Linked DNA regions of Zea mays: region 2 is linked to region 1. Evidence: chromatin contacts called from public Hi-C data. All regions are on one chromosome and are shown on one strand. Each heading gives the region's core, a stretch centred on a gene start, on an enhancer-like site or on the middle of the called end of the contact. The rest is flanking DNA. Distances are from core to core; before and after follow the strand shown.

The links. A called contact is a pair of places that touch in the nucleus more often than the background predicts.
Region 2: a Hi-C map of leaf shows a contact between it and region 1, with 6 times the contacts expected there. The contact joins the promoter of LOC100279189 here to the promoter of LOC100193646 in region 1. A contact is called at or near these places in 2 of 25 Hi-C or Micro-C datasets (ear and leaf).

Annotation. Positions count from the first base shown.
Region 1 is chr2:82,877,657-82,883,472 of Zm-B73-REFERENCE-NAM-5.0, reverse strand. LOC100193646 (basic helix-loop-helix (bHLH) DNA-binding superfamily protein) reads left to right here and starts at 3,254. Exons shown (of 4, transcript NM_001138742.1): 1 at 3,254-3,655; 2 at 3,786-4,038; 3 at 4,128-4,415; 4 at 4,507-5,060. The coding sequence starts at 3,552. The coding sequence ends at 5,010.
Region 2 is chr2:83,035,849-83,041,664 of Zm-B73-REFERENCE-NAM-5.0, reverse strand. It overlaps LOC100279189 (U11/U12 small nuclear ribonucleoprotein 48 kDa protein), which reads left to right and starts at 3,600. Exons shown (of 5, transcript NR_158720.1): 1 at 3,600-4,664; 2 at 5,150-5,264. It also overlaps the pseudogene LOC103646634.

The sequences.
Region 1 (5,816 bases), core at 2,005-4,504:
CTCTGTTTTTTTTTATTTTATTTTTTATTTTATTTACTTTCTGTGATTATAATTACTGTATTTTAAGTAGGCTAATCGCTGTTCATGCTATGGGAAAATAGGAAGTTTAATTTAAAATTCCGTTATGCTATTGATTCACGTAGTTAATTGTTTACCCTGTGCAATGTTGATCAACTAAAAGTGATTAGGTTTCCATTAGTATATATAAATATATATAACAGAATTATTTTGTTAAAAACCAATTGTGTCATTAGTGCATAAGATTTAACCCCCTGCGAGACCCTTTCCTGTTTCTTTCTAACCATAACAAATGCGATATCGAATGTCATACTTGATGCATATTCGCTTTATTTGTTATCTTGTATGGTGTACTGTTCTTTTGTATTAAATATGTGGATGGATGTATGTATGTTTGCGCTCGCATAGAGAACGATTCGGTCGAAGAGCCCGAGGAATTCGCAGGAGAAGCCCCTGAGCAGCAGTCGGTTGGTGGAGGCAAGTGTCCTTTGACCTATCTCTGTCCTATTCATTCTTTAATTCACCTCCCGCATTACACATTTATACCTAAGGATTGACTAGCTTTTGTTATCCATGTCCTTGTTTACCTATTTGGGTCGGATTATTACTACTTAGTCTGATGCTATTGCTCAACTCTAATCAATGAACATGATGTGATTATCTATGATACGCTGTTTTCCCATTCTTCTTTATGATTATACTTGTGGTTTTCAAGGGGACTCGAGCGGTTTCTCGAGTGCCTCTCCGTAAGGACCTGTTCTATGGATGACCGCCCGGGAAAACAGTGCAACCATGAGGGTGGAATGGGGTGCCCTTAGCTGAATAATTAGAGGATCCGGGATGTAGTTCACTTAGCCGTCGTGCCGTCAATGGGGCTCGGTGTATGCGGCTCGCTCTGCCAAGTTTGGGTTCGCCCCTTGGGGAGGAGTGCGGTGCATTTAGGAAACCTAACGGGTGGCTACAGCCCCGGGGAATCTTTGTAAAGGCTACGTAGTGAAACCCTGCCTATTCACCTTGGTAGTGTTTAAGGGTTTGATCGGCCCGAGGCAAGAGGGAATCACGGCTTGTGGGTAAAGTGCACAACCTCTGCAGAGTGTTATGAAACTGATATATCAGCCGTGCTCACGGTTATGAGCGGCCAAGGGAGCTCCAGTGATTAGTGGTACTTGATAAGAGACCTTTTGGTTTACAGGTGGTTATGAGATTGATGGTTTTGGTTATGACTATGGTATTGGTAAGTGGTATTCTTTCCGTTTGGAAAGGATACATTGGGTTAATAACTTGGGTTAATGTTAAAACCTGGCTTTCTACTAGTAAGTAATAACCTGACCAACTAAAAGCAACTGCTTGACTTATCCCCACATAAAGCTAGTCCACTACAGCCAAACAGGATACTTGCTGAGTATGTTGATGTGTACTCACCCTTGCTCTACACACCAAACCCCCCCCCAGGTTGTCAGCATTGCAACCACTGCTCAGGCGAAGATGAAGCTGTGGAAGGAGACTTCCAGGAGTTCCAAGACTACGACGAGTTCTAGGTGTGGGTTAGCGGCAACCCCCAGTCGGCTGCCTGTGAAGGCCGTGCTATCTACGTTTCGTTTTCGCACTTTGATTTATTGTAAGAACTATATGGACGTCTCAGACGTATGATGTAATCGACTATTATCCCTTTTTAATACTATTTCGAGCACTGAGTGATGATGTCCATATTATGTAACTGCTGTGTACGTGAATAACTGATCCTGGCACGTACATGGTTCGCATTCGGTTTGCCTTCTAAAACCGGGTGTGACAGATCGCTTCCTGAAGTAATATCACCAATGCTTTTGGTTTGCTCAGCTTCCCCAAAAGGTAGGGGCATGTGTTGAGCGCTATTTGTGGCACTGGGCACGACCGGACGATCCGACCCTGAAGACCGGACGGTCTGCCTTTAGGTGTGTATGGTCCATGATTAGATCGGATCAGGAGTAACTAATCCCTTTTTCGCGTGTGTTTATCCCTCTAAACCCGCGGATGATGTTGGCAAACGCCTAGGAACGGGTCCAGACCTCCCATATATATATATATATATATATATATATATATATATATATATATATATATATATATATATATATATATATATATATATATATATATATATATATATATATATATATATATATATATATATATATATATATATATATGAAGGGCAACGACCGATTACGGAGACAAACAATCGAACTACGATCGATATATTTTCCGTTCTTTACTTTTTACCCTAGGAGTAGACAATAACACAACTTTGTTCATCTCAATCTTCATCTCTCTTCGACTCTACATCGTCTAGAGGTGTCTTGGATGGTCTACCGATTCCAAGACAAACCCTAGGGTCTCTCCTCCTTGATGGGGTCCCTTCCGAAAGTGAGATCCAGGTGCTGTTGGCGAACGCCGCCGCCCCTACGCACACGCATACTGTCCGGCCACCAGGCGTGGACCGTCCGGATTCGGTGCAGGGAAGACCAGCTCCTGCCGCAGGTTACGGACCGTCCACGCTGTCGCAGAGAGCACCGCCACTGGTACATCTCGTAGTGATTGGAGCTTAGATCGGCGCCAACAATTTGTTACATATGGTTTATAATGTTGTAATCAAACAATGTATCTTAAAACCATAGTATTTTTACAGTTGTCAAACCTGTCGTATTTCTACGACAATTGCAAAGTATAGTATTATAAAACCGTAATTTTGAGAAAACATGGTTTCCGGACAAGTATTAAGTTGTGCCAAACAATAATAGGTAAACTTTATGAAAGCAACTCCAAAAGACTGTTAAAAATTATTCCTTAAAATTTAATATTAGGGTCTCCTGTAAAAAATTCTTAAATAATTCTAAACCTGCGGTAGGCTGCTAATAAATTAATCCTAAATTCCTTCAGCCATGCGTAAGCAGCGTGTGAGACAAAAAAAAAATAGTTGGAAACAATTGGATGGACGTGTGCTGAGACATGGAAATTTGAGGGAGAAAATGCTATGTATTCGGGGCGCCAAGATAATGGAGGATAAAAAGGAGAGCTGTTGAAGGGCTCATTTTGCATTTTTTCCAACAATTTTTTTACGGTTTGCTTTAGGGGTTTTAGGGTTTAGGGTTTTTTAACATGTGGCAGGCGCTAATAAAATCAGAAGATAAAGTGGCAGGCGCATGCGGCATGGTATATTGGTATCGATCCTGCCAAGTGCCGTAGCCCGCAGCCACCCAGAGCCTCTTATCGGCGTTCCCTTCGTTCTACTCCGATCCCCTCTCCAAGCGGCACATCTACATCCTTCCAGCGCACCAAATGCTTTGGATTGCGTTGCTTAGCACTAAAGACTAGATGCCCTTATGCGATTATATATGCTCAAAAGCCTGTGGTGATAGCTCAAGCCACATGAATGTATTAGATCAGGTGAAAGGGCAAGAGTTTCGATCAGTGGGCAGGCCGCAGGCGCAAACAAACAGTTGACAGGGTAGACTCAAGGCAATAGTGAGGAAGTGGCCGATCTGTTGAGGCCGATGGAGGCAGATAGCATGGTGGCCATGGGCTGCGGAGGTTTCTACTGGCAGTCGCCTCCGCGCTTCCTCCTTGAACCCCTCGACCTAGCCGACATCGTCGACAGGTGATTCAGTCAGCTGCTGCTAATCTACCGGAGAAGAGTGGATCACTCGGTTCTTCTCTTCTTTCCCTTGTTCCTTCTTCCAGTGGTCTGACGAATGAATAATGGTTTCTTGGTGCGTGCGCGCGGGCAGCAGCATGTACGTGCCGACGAACGAGGCTGATGAGCCCGTATCCGGGCTCTGCTCATCGAACCGGCCGGCGGAGGATTACTCCAGTTCGGCCGAGGGCGCCAACTCCTGTTCCGCGGCGGTGGTTCCGTCGCCGCCGCCGCCTCCGGGCGTGACGACGACGACGACGAGGAACATGGACATGGAGAGGACCCGCCGCAGGAAGCTCAACGAGAGGCTCTACGCGCTCCGGAGCGTCGTGCCCAACATCACCAAGGTCGTCAGAGCACTGCATCTATCTGTGCGTGCATGGTCATGGAGACAGCTTGGTAATTAATCGACTTCTTTGGTGTACGCACTACGCAGATGGACAAGGCGTCCATAGTCAGGGACGCCATCGCCCACATCGAGCATCTGCAGGAGCAGGAGCGCCGACTGCTCGCCGAGATATCCGTTCTCCAGTCTTCTGACGACGGCACCGCCGCCGCCGCCGCCGTCAAGACGGAGGACGCTGCCGCCACTGGGGGTGCTGCGTACGACGTCGACAGCGTCCCCTGGAGGAAGAAGCCGAGGGCGGTGCCACTGCCGTCCGTGTATTTCACCGACAACCCGACGAGCTCCATCTCGTCATCTCCGCCAGTCCGAATCCTGGAGGTGATAATATAGTAGATACTTGACTGGCTCAAGCGATCGAATTGTTCGAGAGCCCGATTAGTAAATGATGATTGAGATTGGGTCGCAGCAGGTGCAGGTCTCGCAGGCAGGGGAGAGGGTGGCGGTGGTGAGCCTCTGGTGCAGCAGGGGCAGGGACGCCGTGGGCAAGATTTGCCTCGCACTGGAGCCGCTGCGCCTCCGGGTCGTCACGGCCACCATCACCGCGCGCGGCGACACTGTCTTCCACACACTGTTCGTGGAGGTAATTAAGCAGCCTGCTAACTACAGCTTGCCGCACGACGGAAATTACTGTGGTTGCCCTTGTACGTGTGCGTGCCTACCTGAGAAGTCAGCTTCGGCACTCGCGAACCGATGGCGTCACCGGGGTGACGTCGCGCGGGATGACGTACGGAATGGTGCTCCGTTGTGGTTGTCGTCGTCGTCCTTTCGGCAAAAATTAGGAGCCGGAGTAGATGTTGGTCTCGAGGTTTCATCAGTGCTGGCCGATCGACGACTAGTAAAGTACGTCAAGTTTCTGCGTGGGAAACGGGCGCGCGACATTTTATATTTTGTTCTACTGACGGTGAAGGATTGAAGAAGCCTTCGTGTCAGTGATAGCACTGAAGAATTAATAAATCGGTTTTTAAGGTGGTGGCTTTAGTTGTTGGTGTACTCATTTTTATTTTTAGTCATGTTTTTTCTCAGATTATTATTTTAGTGCTATAGAGCAGAAGAACAAAATTAAGCAAAAAATACGATCCATAGACACACACTAACTTTATACAAAGACCAAAAGATAGCGAAAGAATAAATCTTTGGGGTCAGTCATCAGTGGAGTGAGAGGAACCGTCATTAGCTTGGATGCCATCTCCAGGTGGCTTTCTTGAACGTGAAGTCGTCAACAGTCCCTTGATTGGCAGGCGCCCCTATACATACATGTAGGCCAAAAGGGGCATGTCACCCTCTTGCTGATTGAAAACTCACTTATGTATCATGTATGCAGCTATTAAACTGATTATTAAAAATCAATAAATAATAAAATATGATCTTGAAACTGAAAGCCGCACTATTTGGGGTCGGTCTGGATCCCTTAAACTCGTCGATAGTTCGATCTTTAGATGAAAACTTCGGTTGGTTAATTCAATTAATGTTTTAATGAAAACTTAGGTGACTGCAGTTTAAACGACTGCATCTGTCATCCTGTGTTGTTTGGATACATGGAACTAGTAGTAGTAAAGTAAAATTCGGTCCACCTTTTGGTACACCGTAAGGATGAACCAGGATCAAAATTCTGTGAACTAAACTGATTGTATGGCCGTCAGACGTTCTGTGTTTTTGCACTACTTGGTCTGACGAGAGGATGGACGGCCAAGGACTGGGGACACTACTACACAAAGAAAC
Region 2 (5,816 bases), core at 2,351-4,850, 160 kb before region 1:
CCGTTTATCGTACTTATCCGCGGTATCCCTTCCCTAATCTTTCAGTCTGCGCTCACTCTGCCCCACGATCCGCTTCTCCCCCGCGCCCCTCGGCAAGCTCGCAGTCCAGGATCCGATTCTCGCGTCGCCCTCCCGCCGCGCCCCTCGGCATCTCAACTACCTCGCGATGCCTCCCCCACCCCCCGATCTATAAACCAGCCGCTCGCCACTCCTCCCGTACGCTCGCCCCGACGTCCACGATCCGCTTCTCCCCCGCGCCCCTCGGCAAGCTCGCAGTCCAGGATCCGCCTCTCGTGCGCCCCCGCCGACACACGCAGCTCGCAGACGGCGCCCCCCAGATCCACTTCTCGCTGGCCGCTCAGATCCTCCATATCCTGACCTCTCCCTCCTCTTGCTGTAGATGATATGCTAGAGCGTCAGCAAGGCGAACTCTCCATCCCTCCAGAGAGGGAGGGAGGCAGCAGCCAATGCCCAACACGTACCAATCTGCGTGGCGGGAGGTGCCCGGACTGCGTACCCACGGGCGAGCAGGATTTTGACAATCCACGACCCGATGAAGTCGCCGGCGTCAGTGACGCACAAGGCGGCGGTGGCCATCGTGCGCTGACGCCCAGTCCCTTCTTCCTCTCGGGGCGGTGGTGCCGCCGGGCGAATGGATTCGTCCGAGAGCGAGCAAATAGGGGTAAGCATTTATCAATCGGAAGTGGGAAGAAATGGTACATTGAAGTGGAGGAAATGACACAGGACACAAGCGGAAGCTGGCATCTCAAGGCGGTCGCACTCGCATGGTTAGCAATGCACTTCCCTAATTTCTGCCCTTTTTATGGTTTCACGATTATCTGAATATGGAGTTCAAGGATTGATCTTTTCTGAGTTCTTTGTTGCCATATTTTCTGTCCATGTAATAAGGTTGTGGCTAAAATATTGTGACAATCGGGCTTGTGTGTTGCAGTTCTATTCTTACGTTGTGCAGCTCCGAAGTCGCTGCTACCAGGTGCCCCCGTGCCGGGGCATAGGTGCAGTCACTGCTGCGCCCAGCCTACACAAAGGCAGCTGCCGTTGCGACAACGAAAGGGAGCTCCCAAGGCACCAATGTTGTTGCTGCCAGTTCTTCAAAGAGTTATTGATGGTTCACAAAAGACCACTGTTGCTCTGCCAATTCACAAAGCCTTGATGATTGTTATGATGGAACCAATTTTGGACCTCAATCTCCAAAAAACCAAGAGGCCGTGGGAAGAGGAATGTGACAATGAGAAGGTTCAGTTAAAGACTATTGGTACATTTTATCGAATATTTTATTTTTATTTCAGCATATGCTCGCTTGCTGCTCTCATGTTTTAAACCATGTTATAACTTCACTGCTTGCCTTGGAAAATTTTAATTTGCAGTAATAATTTCTGGGTAATTTGTACTACATGCAACTTTTAAGTTATAGTAGAATTGTCCCGAAAAACTTGTCGCTACAAATATGTTTGTTTTCTTTTGAGTGTGTGCTCGGATTAACAGTATACATTGCATCTCTCTATGTTCATGCATGCCAATGGGCAATAATGGCCCATGCAAATTAATTGGGTTGGGCCTAAATCAGCTAACTTCACATATCAATCTTCATATATCCTGTCAGCAAGGGGTAAATAGAATGTCCAGGTGTGTATGAAAAATACACAAAAGGAAAGAAAAATAGAATGAGTATGAAAAATACACAAAAGGAAAGAAAAATAGAATGATCACCAGTCAACAAAAAGGATGTTTTTTGTGCACACGCGATATGTTATTCTCTTGTTCTTCAGATATGGTAATGGTAAACTCAATCAAGCAGAAAAAGATGTCGCCCTAACCGTTGAGCAAACACCCGGATGACATCATCTTCTTTGCTAAAGGCACCATATTCTCTTTAAGGATCCAAACAATTACCCCACTTGGGAAGAGGAATTTGACGGAGTTAACACTACCTCCACATAATGGGAAGGTTGGGTTAAAGCCTATTGGTACCTGGTGAGTATTTTGTTTTTATTTCAGCACATGCTCGCTTGCTGCTCTCATGTTTTAAGCCATGTTATATTTACACTGCTTGCCTTGGAAAATTTTAATTTGCAGCAATAATTTTTGGATAATTTGTACTACATGTAACCTTTAAGTTATAATTACACTGCTTATCAACGGGCTATACCCTTGTATGGTGGACATTCACGAAGAGCAAGGTAGGGTTGTTGAAACAAGGATAGGATTTTCATGGCATGATTACTACTGCAAGAAGGATGAAATACTTTGGTTACAAATGTGTAGCTCCGGCATCGTTGCTGTTCTGGTCTCGGCCGTGAAGATGGACCTATGATTAAAAGAAAAGAGAACACTGCGGAAGGAACCTACTGATGCTCAGTGTACTGCGGCTTTCCCACGATGCTCATGATGTTGAAGTCCGCAGTTGCTAGACTGGCCCGAGTAATTGCTAAGTTTTGTAGAAAATGCTTAGACCCATTTTTGAACGCATGAATTTCGTATAGGCTGTATTTCACACGAAATACACAGGAACAAACATTTTTCCTGCCTTCCAAACAGGCCGTTAGGATTAGTTGAAGTTCCAGTTTGATCATAGGCACCTAGGTCGATGCTCTTTAGTAAGATGTAAGCAATCTGTCTTCTGGCCAGGTTGAGCAAGGCTTAGCTGCAGTGTATCAGTGTGGTACAACTGATGTATTTATACTGTACAATCTAATGAGACTGTATGGATTAGAGCTATCAGAACCTGCACAGATATTTCACAATAAACTCTTAGGTTATATATTGCTTGAGACTTGTGAATACTTTGTTATTGCTTCCTGGTTCAAAGCCATGATGCAAGGTACACGCGCGTACTTATGACTTCTCATACAAGACGGGACGTCAAGACTCCGGTCTTTTTGGAGACATTATAACCTATTTGTTTAGCTTTAATATGTTCTGGTTTGTACTAATTATACAGTGCTTTATCCTAATCGTATCCGTCAAGACCGTGACAAATTATTTTGTTCAGAAAACCGTAGCGAAGCACGGGTATTTAACTAGTTGATATTATAAACTACAGCGGTAACCAGAGCCATCCCAAACATCCCTAAGATTGTCTCCAGCAACGTCCTCTATATACATTATCTGTATCCGTCATTTACAGTCTTCTCTAAAAGATTCCATCTCCTATATCTACTTTCTCTCCAACAACGTCCTCTAAATCACGTCCTCTATACGTAAATACCTATATTAAAGACATTTTTAATTTTTGTACATACGTATTTGTCATACTCTTAAATATATTGTACATATTTTAGTTTTATTAAACCGGTTGTTTAAAGTATTCAAATAGATAGAGAACCGTTTAGAGAAACTCTATATATAGAGGATCCAGCAGCGTTCTCTAAATTTAGAGGACCGTTTAGAGGACGTTGCTGGAGGGAGTAGAGACGTCCTCGTCCTCTAAATTTAGGGTATATGACCTTTTAGAGGGTCTTGTTGGAGCCGGCCTAAGTATAGGACAGCTCGCTTTGCCTGACTTGGAGGGTGAGGCAATAAAAAAAGGGCCGCAGGCTCTTCTCCGACCCCGTACCAGCGGCGGCGGCCGAACCTCCCCTTGAAACCCTCCGACGACCGGATCGACTCCGCTCCGCTCAAATGGAGCCGCTGCCTATCCCTCATCCTCCAGCACCGCCTCCTGCTCTCACGTCCGCCCTCGCCCACCTACGCTCCCTTCTCTCCGCCGCATCCTCTGCCCTCGCCGCTCTACCCTCTCCTCTCCAACCGCACCCGATCACTCCCATCGCTTGTATCCCTTCACCTCAGTCTACCACCACAAAACCTCCACTCCCGCCGCCGGTCACCGCTATCAACCTCCCGCTCCCAGCTGCCCCAGCTCCCTACTCCGACTGCCCTGCCGTCGTCCGTTTAAGGCCTTCCCCAACCTCCACGGCCATCTCCCTCCCCGCCTTCCTCGCTGCCGTATGCGCAGATTTCTCCTCTTCCACTACCGGCCCGAGCCCCTCCCATCCGCCCCGCATCCTGCCATCGGAGCTAAGCCTCCTGCGCCGGGAGTTGGACTCCTGGGCTACGGGAGGCCACCACCTCCCGGGGTCGTACTCCTACGCTGTAGCCCGGGTAGGGGCCTCGTTCTGCTCGGATGTGATGCCACGGTGGGAGGCCGAGCTGCGGCAGTGGGTGCTTGAGAACTCACCGAGGTACGGGGTCAAGGTCAATGTCACGGATGCGGACCATATCTTGGTGCTATTATGTCTCTTGTTGAAGGCGATGGCACTGGAGGCCAGGTACTTGCTGGAGGGGATGCAGAATGTCGACAACGAGGGGCTAGGCTTTGATCCCAGGGCCATGAGGTTTGAGTGCCCTAGGCTGGTCGAGGGCGTCTCGTGGTTAGGCGCACAGCTTGGGGTTCTGTATGGTGAAAGCAATGGGAAACTATTTATGCTTGCATCTGTGAAGGAGGCTGTGCTACAGATGGCATATTGCTTGGCTCTCTGTGCAGGAGATGGTGCTGCAAGTGTAGGAGGGAGTGATGCTGGAGATGTTGTGGCAGGCCCTGTTTTTCTTTCTCAGGTTGCTGCTTCCATTGTGGCATTGCATGAGAGGTTCTACTTGGAGAAGACCAAGGCGTTGCAAGCTCAACGCCCGTCAAAATATCAGCTGTATGCTTTCTTAAAATTTTGTGATGTACTTATTCCTGCTTTGCATATTATCATCATAATTTCGTATGCTACATAGTTCTTAACACTAAGAGAGCAATTATTTTGCAAAAGGGGGGGAGTTATCATTAAATATCAACTTCGACACCTAAGCAATTTTTGGAGCAGAGATGCAATGTCACTAACTCTGCTTGTATTTGCATACCCTCCTGTAGTTGATCGATGTTTTATTCAATTTGTATGGCCTACACAGTTGAGACATATAATATCTTATTGTGTAATGATGTAAAGCAGTCCATGCGGAGGACATAAATCTACCACCATCTTATTGTGTAATGATGGCAATCAGTCCATAATAGAGGACAATATATGTTCAGTTTGTTGTGTTCTGCACGGATATGTTTTTTTGCTTCAGTTTGATTAGATACATATATAAATACAATGCAAAAAAAATAAATGCTTAATAAGTGCTTGTAATTCTCTTATAGATTACTTGAGTATTCACAAGCACTGGAACGAGGGATTTTGGAGCGATCAAACAGACCAAACTACAGGGCTGTTCTGGAGTATGATGGGATTCTGTCACGGCGAGTAGAGAACAAGGTACCGACATGCAACTAATCTTTTGAAAATAGTCTCTTCTGAATCTTGATACTGCACAGATGCCTCTATGTTTAGAATAGTATGGATACTATTACTCCCTTTTTCAAAATATGCATCTAACCTGCATAATTAGGGTCCATAATATGTGAATTGTATCAAACTTGCACCTATTAGTAAGATCTGTCATCAATAGCATATCTAGTCTATCATGCTAATAAAAGCAAGAATGTGGTGCTTCTTAGGTATACAGTTCATTTGCAAAAGAACATGTCAACATGCTTCATGGAGCAGTGGAACTGTAGTTTCTGTGAATCTTAATTGTTCTGTAGCCATTATTTTTATTTGACATACCTATTCTCTTTGCTTTGTACTGTTTAATTAATAGAGAAGCACTTTCTCACACACAAAATATAATAAATTGTCTCAAGTTGACTGCCAAAATGTACACACTTTCTCAGTGGAGATATATTTGCAAATAAAATAAGACTTGAATTTCGTATGTTTTTGCTACCACATAATTTACTGATCCCCATACAATATGCTATTCGTTTT